2 separate regions of the Columba livia genome follow, and region 1 is linked to region 2. A link is a contact called in public Hi-C data. All regions are on one chromosome and are shown on one strand. The core of a region is the stretch at or near the end of the contact, and the rest is flanking DNA. Distances in the headings are between cores, read along the strand shown. Region 1 overlaps SH3PXD2A (SH3 and PX domains 2A). Region 2 has its middle 3.3 kb from the start of SH3PXD2A.

What was found. A called contact is a pair of places that touch in the nucleus more often than the background predicts.
Region 1: a Hi-C map of crop shows a contact between it and region 2, with 4 times the contacts expected there. The contact joins two enhancer-like sites. A contact is called at or near these places in 2 of 2 Hi-C or Micro-C datasets (crop and liver).

The regions. Positions count from the first base shown.
Region 1 is chr6:13,414,940-13,420,345 of bColLiv1.pat.W.v2, forward strand. All of the region lies in intron 5 of SH3PXD2A (SH3 and PX domains 2A), which reads left to right. Among named protein-coding and RNA genes, the nearest start is that of SH3PXD2A, 150 kb to the left of the region's middle. Within about 2 kb of position 2,357, at least 2 of the 3 cell types and tissues checked have an H3K27ac peak away from gene starts, as active enhancers do.
Region 2 is chr6:13,263,414-13,268,312 of bColLiv1.pat.W.v2, forward strand. No RefSeq gene overlaps it. Among named protein-coding and RNA genes, the nearest start is that of SH3PXD2A, 3.3 kb to the right of the region's middle. Within about 2 kb of position 2,523, at least 2 of the 3 cell types and tissues checked have an H3K27ac peak away from gene starts, as active enhancers do.

The DNA of each region.
Region 1 (5,406 bases), core at 1,107-3,606, 150 kb after region 2:
GAAGAGAAATTTCCTCCACACTTCTGAGAAGAGGCACCAGTCTCAGTCCCGTTACTTGAATTCATTAAGTTTGTACTAACTGGTTCGTTGTCAGAAGTGATGACCATTTCTGGCTGTGGCAAGGACTCCCTGTGTTGCAGTGCTAGCTTTGAGCAGGATGTGCTTGGGCTAATTGTTTCTAGATTTGGCCAAGAGGAGTTTTCTTTCTCTTCTGGGAAACTGGCTAGTTTTGTGCCCGTGGCATTTGCAGAGTGCTGACAAAATCCCCCTCCTTTGCAATACTGCCTGCCTGCTTAAGGTGCTGTTCTCTGGAGATGTACTTTTTCCCTTTCAAGCTTTTGATCTTTTCCCATGTTAGAAAATTCAAAAAGGCAGCATTTGAAGCTGGCTGGGGCCAGCGAGCGTTGCTGCGGGCAGCAGCTTTGATCCTCGGTAGGAGTTTTGCAATAAACTTGATCATGCATTTTTCATCATTTGCTCTGTGCGTGTGTGTGTGCATGCCTTGCGGGGGGTACAGGCACTAATCCCGACCTTGCACTCAGCACGGGGGTAAAAACCCACTCATAGTTCATCCCTGATCCAAATCCTTCACATGCCCAGGGTAACTGTGCCTTGAGCACAGTGAAATTTGACCCTGCCATCTAAGAGCTGGGGAGCTACTCCCATCTTTAATCTCTGTGACAGTGCCTAGTCAGGGCTTTCTGAAGAATTCTGTTAGTCTGTTTTTCTGCATAAGCATTAATTTTCTTTATCTGGAAGTTTTGTACTGCTATCTGACCTATTTACTTGGAAGCCTACGAGGAGAGTTTGAGCTGGAAAAGAGCTGGATTTGTGATCCAAGTATGAGCCTTTCACTGTTAATTGTATTAGCATTCATAATTGTATGCACATTTCTAAACTGTCATGATTGCCACATCCTTTTAAAACGTGGGGTGGGACATCAAAAGGGTTATGTCTGCTCAGAGATCAGCAGAGAAGCGAAAAATTAAATTGCCTGATACCTTAAAAACTTGGATGTGAGCTGTTTTGACTCCATTATATCAAAAGTGACACAAGAAAAGTAAGTCTGGAATTAGACTTTTAAAGCTCATTAACCTTCAAGATTTAATTAGCAGGAAGCAGGCTGTTTAATGGAGGTTTGAGGTGCCCTGTGCCTGCTGTTGCTGTTGGGTGTGCAGGGGCTCTGTGCAGCCAGCGCAGTGGGAGCCTCATGGGACAGGGACTTGTGGGATGAGTGGGAGGAAAGGGCTAAAAATTCCTGAATTCAGAGTCTCTCTCTGCTCCAGATTTGCTTTACGGGAGCTGCTTTGTCTCCCTGTGCATGGCCTAGCCTGTATTTTAGCTCTCAGGCCAGCCCTCACTAGAGGATACCTGTGGCTGATGGGCAGCGCAGCGTTTCTGTGCTTTCTGATTCAGACTTTCCAAAGTCCTACTGGTGGCAAGGTAATGTCATCATGTCTGCACTTTGGAAATGCATATTTTACGAATGTGAAAAAAATTGGATGTACATGCATGCTCCATCCCTGGTCCTGCCAGCTGCATGTATCTATATACATTTGTATTTCTAGTTATTGCGAGTTTTGCCGTGGCATGATCAAGCATATCGAGCCAAATACACTTGACCAACAGACCTTTGGAAGGCAAATAGTTTTTGCAGTTACGGAGCCTTGCTTGTCGAGGAATATTGGCAAAAGAGGTTGTCAGGGTAAGGGAACTGAATGTTGTTTATAACAGACTTATAAACCTTTTGGTTCCCAGAGTGCTTCCCATCCACTGAACCCAAGGTGCCTTGTGCATGCTTTGTGGTGATGGATTGTGTCTCACAGAGGCAACAGTCCCAGCTAGAGAGTGTTTCACAGCCCTATGCCATGCCACGTAGACATCATCTTTCACATAGGTGCTGTCGCTTTTGTTCTTTATCTGTGTAAAGCCTGACACAACAGGCTCACTTCACGGACGGTGCCTGCACAGACGTTGCCACAGTGCAAGTAGGTATTAAATCGTGTCTGGACTCCAGAGTGAGAAGTATCACCTCTGACAGCAGCTGGAGGATGCTGGTGCAGGGGATGCAGCCGGCAGAGGGAGCGCGGACCATTGCACACCGCCTGCTTGTCTCTAGTTCAACGCAGCACCCTGCAAACCCGCCACTTTCTTCCCTTTTCTCAGCAGCCTGCTAAGCGGGAACAGAGCAACGCGATAAGGGATTGTTTATTATGGAAACATGCCACTTTTAGTAGATTTACAAGCAGCTTTGTAGAGCTCCTGGTCGCTCTGTGTTTTTGTTTTTAGTCCGTTACTCATCCTGATACATAGTTGGTATGTGTCTGACCATGGCTGTAAAAGACACTAGCGGGGACATGATGGGGCCAAAGCATGGGAGACAGAGAGCAGCTGTCAGGCGGCATTTCTTCCAGGGGTTTGAGGAGTACCAGCAGGCTGTGTCAGCCCAATAGTGACTGTTTCTCAGTGACTGACTTTGCAGTCAAACTATTTTGTAGTTCCTTCAAGGCCCCATGGTTTAGCGGCTGCACAGATGGTTACATTGCATTTAGAGCAAAGTGAAATAACACTAGTTCCTCCCATCCTCTGCTGCCTCACCCCAAGAAATTAGCGACCTCTTTTGGGAGCTACTAGTCAAAATTGCAGATCCAAACACCTCCAAACTTTCATCAAAGTTTGAAACCAGTTCAGGAGCTGAATTTCAAGTCTACTTTTCCTGTGCCAAAATCCCCAGAGCTGAATACCTGGGAACTTTGGAAGTGGAGTAACTCATGGACCAAATATACTCTGAGTTTTTCATTGTCTGCCTCTAATGCATCAGCTCTCCCACAATAATATGTCTAGCCTGGTTCATAGCACAATCGCTGCTGTAATCGTGACTGAAACCTGGATAGGTTAGAAATCCATATGTGGATCTGTGTCTGGGTGAATTTGGCAGACAAAAAGCAGTCCCCCAAAGGCAATTTCTTCCTATCAAATCTTCTGCCAATTTTAACAGGTTTGATTTATGCTTTTTAAGGTTACTGAGCTCTTTGCTGAAAGAGTTGAAGGCCATCCTCCCTGGCGCTGTTACTTGAATGAGCCACCTCAGGAGCAAGACTGGCTTCCAGATCACAGCGTAGCTGAGGGCTTATATCTGTTACATGTGAGCTTTCTCTGCCTGTCTCATTGGTCTCCTGCACTTCCTTAGCTCAAACAAGTGCTTCCAGTTACCAAAAAGTATATGTGACACACATCAGTCATGGTTGTGTTTTGTGCCCGGTAGTTGTAAGTGTGGTGGGATACAAGCGTTGCACTTGTACTTGTTCCTTTACCTGTTGCTGCAACCTAGGGTAAAGAAGGAATGTACCATGTGGGTATGTAATCCTCCTGGTTTCTCTGATGAAACTCTGCTTTTGGGGTTGGGTGTATTTTGGTTTTGTTTTGTTTTTAAATATTTTTAAAATTTGCTCCGAATGAAGAAATTGATTAGGCCAGTTGGAGGTGTACAAGGGAAGTTTTGCACAGGAGAAACCAGAGCAGGTGAGCAGTTCTTGGAGTTGCTTGGACAGTAGATGAGGGCATGGAGTAAGAGGTCAGTGAGAGGGTAGTTAGATTAGTTAGAAAGACTGGCTGACCGGAATGTAAGCTGAGCATAGCAGTCTGGAAAGTAGATCATCTTTCTGAAAGGCACAGAGAAAAAAATAATGGCTCCAGATTCATCCCTTGTGTAATTCTTTTGAAGTTGGTGGCTTGCACCAGGATGATTTAACCCCATTAATTTTAATGGGTCACTGCAGTGTCCCAAGAGTGGCTTTTTGCTCTGCTCTGTTCTGAGGCAGAGATAAAGCAGAGCTTCAGTGTCTGGGCTTGAACCCAAACTTGGTGTCCCCATAGGGCTGGCTTGGGCCCATCCACATTGTGGCTGAGAGAAAAAAGGATGCAGGAGATGATGATGTGTCTGAGCCCCTGTGCCGTGACAGCTGGGTGCTGCCAGGACTTTCTTGTGAGCCAAAACCTGCCTGAAAAGCGATATCTGGTCTGAAAACCAAGGGCAGCCAGGCTAAGAGCTCTCCCTGGAGTTAACACCAACCCTCACTCACCCTGCTGCCGGTCTGCTGTTCCAAAGAGATTAGCACACAAAGACAGGGGTGTGGAGCAGCGTGTCAAAGAAAGGAGCCTGAAATGGAGCAGAAACCAGCACCAGATGAGCCCCGGTGGGACTCAGTGGGCAGAGAGCAAAGGTCAGTGACCTCGACACACGACAGGGACTCAGGGACTGTGGCCGGGGACAGGGATAAAGTGCATTTACTGCCTATCGATCAAAGCAAGCTGGTCATAGCAGGAGTCAGCCATGCATAGTTAGAAAGCCCATGTATCACAGCAAGGAAGATTTAATCTACTGTCAGGAGGGAGGATGCCTGTTTGTCACCAGTTGTTGAACAGCTGAAAGCGTGGCAGCAGACACAGCTGTAGTGCTTGGGCAGAAATAATAATTGTGCCCCAACTGATCAGACAGCAGCATGTCACACACTGTGCTCAGCCCCTGCTCCTCGGGGACCTCAGCCCGCCTTGCACCTCAGCTCTCCATTTTCTGCCTGCCTCTCCTCATGTGCCTTACTCTGAGGGACATTTGTAGGAGAATAGGATTACTCTCCTATTTTGAGGGTTGCACAGCTTTCTCCTGACTCCTTCATTTTCCAATCAATTGCAAATCATGTTGAAGTGTTTACCAGACAACAGGAAATGAGCCACGAGGAGCAGATGGACCATAATGAATTGAAGTGCTAAACCTTCATGCAAATGTTCTTAGTAATACGGAGGTTGGGGAAGCCCTTCTGGGTAAAGGTTGGGTGTAAAGTCAGCCCTGAGCAGCCTGCTTTTGTCAGGGGATCAGCTGCTCTTTAGCATCTTACAGAAGGAAGGGAAGATGAGCATCGCTGTGTCTCTGGGCATTTACCTCTCAGCAGACTTGACATGACTGCACAGTGGGTCCAGGGGGAGGGTGCAGATGTGGGTCCCAGTAAGGAAGGACATACCATGTATTGCAATAAAAGTTGCTCAGTAAACTCAGTGGCTTAACTTCTTATGATACCTCCGTTTAATCTGTCTATAGTCTTTTCCCCATCACATATTTTAAGGCAAACTCTGTTAATCACTTCATGCCTAAAGCAGATCAGAAAATCCATCTGGACTGTCAAGCTGATCCATAAAATGCTTTATGAAATAAAGATGCATCTGGCCTTGAATTATATTTTCTGCGAAAGCAGAAGGGAGACGAGCTCAGCTCTGAATAGAGAAGGTTGCTCTTGCAAGCATGTGGGCCTTCAAAAGACCATGTCTGCTGGTACCCAACATATCAAAGTGTAATATTTGTGTGTGAATGCACCCTATACATGTGTCTCTCTCTCTTTTGGAGGGAGAAGT
Region 2 (4,899 bases), core at 1,273-3,772:
TCAAATGTTTTCCCCAACAATAGAGTCATGCAAGCCCTGCAGGCCTACCTCATTCTAACACATGCTTTTCTTGGCCAGGTACGACAGTGGTAGGGAAATGAAAAGGGTGCTGGGACTTGGGTTTTTCTCCTCTTGCCAAAATTTAAATCATTGCCATTGAGAGTATAGGACTTGTCCTTGTGTGCATGTAAAACTCGTATTTGCTGTAATGTCCACAAAAAGCCCTAGAGCTGTAACAAGCCAGCTGGTGTTCTCCAACTACTGTCCCCATGCTGACTGATACTCTCATTGTTTTCTTCCTTCACCTTTTCTTCTTTTCCCCAGTAAAGTCTCTGGCATTTAATTCCTGATTCAAAGTAGTTATAGTCTGTGACTAGAGTGATCCCAGACTAACATAACAGGAGAAAACTGATACAGAGAGGAGATTTTGTTGGAACTCTGAATGTAGGAAAGGGTGAGAAATACAGAAGAAGCTGAGAGAGGAGGATTTAGCACAAAGATGTTTGAAATTAGTCCTGTTGAAAAAGGCTAAGCAATAATTACCTACTGATGCTTTAGACATCTGTTTCAGAACAGGCAGCAGGTGTTACATATAATGAAACCAAGAACTTGTACTACTTTATTTTCTGCAATTAGAGAGCAGGGGAGGAAATGAGGGCAGGAAAAAATGGAGTAAGAGAACATTTATCATAAACAGCTGGGCACATTTATATAGAGCACAGTAATATTTATATGCTTTTCCTCTGCCTTCCTGCTGCTATCCTTTAATAGTTCCTCTGTTCTGCAAGGTATTTTGTCCTTTCTGAAAGACCAGTCCCTCAGATGCTCAAAGTTAGATGCTAAAGTTAAGAGGCGGCCAAAAGATGCCTTTGAGGAACAAAAAGTGCAGGCTGATGTAACTGTCACCCAGATGCTGTTACCGAGTGACAGCAGCGGTCCTGAAGAAGCAGCTGCCTGTGGCTCATGGGTGGTCTCTGTGTGCCCCAGTCAGTAGTGCAGTGCCTGAGAAAGGCTCCCATTAGTGAAATGGTCTCTAGGGTTGCATCCTGGTGCTCTGTGGCCATGGCTTAAAACATGCCTGGATCCAAATAAATGCATGGAATTATGTGGATGGTGTGTCCACTGCTCCAAGCTGAAAAGCACACCTGCACCAGACCCTGCTAGAGAAACTATAGCTCCACTTTTCACAAGAAATTATCTGGTTTGGGTTGATCTCACTCCTTTTTCTAAGCAACAGACATCCTACAGAGCATTTGGTTTTCCAAGCACCTCCACTACTGCCTTACAAAGTCTGATCTGGTAATGACTAGGGAAAAATAAATACTGTTTGTGTCTACCTGTGGGGTGATGTTGCTGCTGAGGAAGTCCAAAAGTGTTCCTCCTAAAGAAGTCTCTCTGCTGGGAAAAGCACTTTGCTTTTGTATGAAGGTAAACTAAGAAAAAAATAAAAATCAATGCACTCTCCTAGTGAGTGGTAGGGATTACATGTTGCAGATTTCTCCTTACAGCGTTGAGCTTGTGCTTTTTTCATTTATAGTCTAACTGCAGTTCCATGACTAGCTTTTCATAAGGTTTCATTGATACATTTTTATAATTCACAGTCCATCAGTCAAATGTTTTTTTTTAGTTTGGGTATTGGCAGATAAACTCTCTTACTTTCTCTAGGGGATGTGCAGACAAATAAAATTACTGTTTGGTTCCAGGAGAGGTTGAATGAGTGAAAATAATGAACACAGAAATTCAAGTTTTAAAGGACTTGGTGGAAATTTTAAATCTGTTAATACAGAGGACTTCGTGTCCATTCATATAGTTAGTGGTAACATGGGAAAAAAATGCAAAGAAAGATGACTTCTTCCTAGATTGACTTTATTTGTAACAATTTTGCATTTTCAGTAATGGGTTGCCAAGTTTTTTGCAGAGGATGAGGGAGAAGCCAGTCTCAAAATATGCTATTTTGAGAATAGTGAGACCAACTGAAGTCAGGAATACAATCCAAGAAGCAACCTGGGGAATCCCCATCCCAAACCTGTGATCAGTTCGAGAAACTTCAGCTGTCTCCAAGGTAAGTCTGACATTTATATGATACATTAAGTGTGGTTTGGACTTGCTTTGTTGTGTCTTTTTTTCTAACAATGTCGACAGATATCTACAAAGCCTTCATAACAATGGAGAAGTACAAGGTGTATGTGGATGAAAAACAGTCTGCAATTTGCTGCTAGTACCCTAAACAGAGCACACAATGCACATACTGCGGTTGGAAATCCTTCATCCACAACTCTGGTTAAAAAGGGCTGAAAAATAGCATTAGTCACAAAAGGGTTAAACTGTAAGGTAACTGCTTCAAGAAAAAGATAATTTATAATTTAAGCCGAGAGGGTAAAGCAGCTCTTTCATAATGTAAGTAAAAGCTGTTATGCTGTTGGGAAAGCGTGTACACTGCTAGCAGGGGGACTGATTATTTTGCTTTTTCCATTATACCAGATTGCAGATGGGCTGATAAAGCGGCGCTCTCTGGTGAGGGGCTGGGAGGGGAAGGGGCACGCTGCAGTGCTGGGGTGGGGGCTGCTCTGCCAGGACTGCAGATGGTTCCTTCAGCTCGCTTCTACCAAATTAGCTGGGCCTATTTATCTCCAGAGTGAATTTTATTTGAAAAGCAGTAATTTCCCAAGAAGACAAAAAGCAATTGGCTTCTAAAAAATAGGAAAAAAAGATTGCGTCTTGCTTTGTGTTCCAGAGTTTGAGATTTGAATGCCAGACAGGCTCTACTATTCTTGTCACTCCTATCAAAAGACGTGTACGTTGAAACCCTGGAGTGGAAGGACTGCACGGAAAGCAGCCCTTTTAAGAAGCTGAGGTTTTGTATGTACAGAAGCTGAGATGGGAGTGTAACAAAGGCTCTGTGTTGTGCTGTTACACATCAGAGCCAAAAAAACCCTAAGGGGCACATCTCCAGTACCATGTCTAGCAGATTATGCATGCAGCTCTAGTTGCCAGTAATGAGTTGTGCGTCTGATCTGTCATGCACAGCACTGAAACGCTCCCCTTCCCACAAGGGGCTGAGCTCATGGGGAACTTTGCTTCCCCCCAGGGTGCTGAGCACCGTGTGAGCCTCTCCTGGCTAACACGAGAGGAAAACGCTGTGTTCAACCTGGCTGCCCAGCCCTCGCAAACGGGGAAAAAAAACAAAGAAACAAAAAACCAAACTAACACCACACCAACAAAAAAAACCCAACACAAAACCAAGAAAGAGAGGTCATCTTTAAAAGCAACTCAGCCCACTACAGACAGGGCTGGTTTAATATTCAAGGAGCTTTACTTATCTCCAGTGATATGCCATGAATTAATAAGAGGCATCAGAAATGGCCCTAACGGAGCACAGAAAAGTCAGTCCCTTGTTTTATTTTCTCACTGGTTTCATGATCCAAGTGTTTTCAATTTACAACTCAAATGCTTATTTACAAAAAATTTGCCAGCATGACAAAGTCCTCTGGAAATAAGAAAAGTCAAGTAATGCTGCAGCTCTGAGACCGTCGCGCACGCATTCTGTCATGCATCAGCTTTTGCTGTAATTGGAGCACAGTCTGGGTTGCCGGGCTGTAGCTGTATTAGATCTGTGAGGCTAATGTGATTACCTGTTTGGGCAAAAAAAAAAAGAAAAGTAAATTCTTTGCTCAAATACCTACCTAGCAATTGAGTAGAAAAGAAAGCTTTTTAAATAGCTGGTTTATCTCAGTCTCCAGAAGTCTGAATTTCTCAGGGTATTCCTCAGGTGAATTTTATTGGAAGCATGAGTCTGTAAAGGTGAATTATTAAATCAGCTGTTGACATTAATATATGTGTTAAAACTTTTAATAATAGCAGTGATATTGCCCTGTGATAATAAGACTTCAGTAATGGAGTCTTTAAGAAAAGAAATATAAATACCAGGAGATTTAGGATTAAAATCCCTAAAGTTAGTAATTTCCCTACAAATTTGTAGTGTCTCAGCCTGTGTGTTCATGGTCCTCATCAGGTACAGGCTCTTCTGCGCATGGGGTCCATCACCCAGCAAACCCACTGTGCTCTTTGCTGCGTACTCAGTCTTTTTCTTGTTCCATCCCAGCAGCCAGAGCCTGGCTCTTCAGTACAAGGCTGGGAAGCGCCGGTCGGTTTAATTTTCCCAGCTGCTGCCTAAGAGAGGAGCAGATTTTCACAAGCCTGCAGCATAATAACGGGTTTCAGTTATTTTTCTGCCAGTCTTGCAATAGTCTGGGATCGGACTCCCACTAGACTGGGTGTTGTACATATTTTAAAAGAACAATCCATGCCCCTAGCAACATACATTTTTCCTACGTAGCTGGAGGGATGCAGCAAACAAACAGGGAGAGCAGAAGGTGGCGGTGAGCACAAAACCAGCAGATGACAGAGGAGGAAGGGAGCCAGAGCTGAACAAGGGCTGGGCAGGTTTCACAAATGGAAAGGGTTGGCCAGAGAGGTGGAGAATCAAGTTGTCTTGAACAGAGGAAAGGTTGAACAGTGGACCAGATGCCATCAAAGTACAGGGTAGACACCAAGGGAGCACAAACCCTAAGGCACCAGTCTCAGGTTTGACTGAAAATAGCAGCTACTTCCTTAGAAGAGCAGATAAGAATGCCATAAAAAGATGCCAGTTAGTAAGAATGTCAGGAAGGATGGGGCAGAGTGTGTGGAGAATGATGTATTTTGTCTCTTTCCCTCACAATGAAATGTTTTGAAAGCTGATTTAAAACAAACCCTGAGTGTTTTTAATGATGGAGAGGAACTTTTATTTCCTTTTTGGACAGAGTGATAGAAGAAGGGGATGGAATGTGTGATATGTATTGATAATGGCTCACAAGAAAGAGGCATCCAATAACCAAAAGAGTGGCGGCACCAGGCATA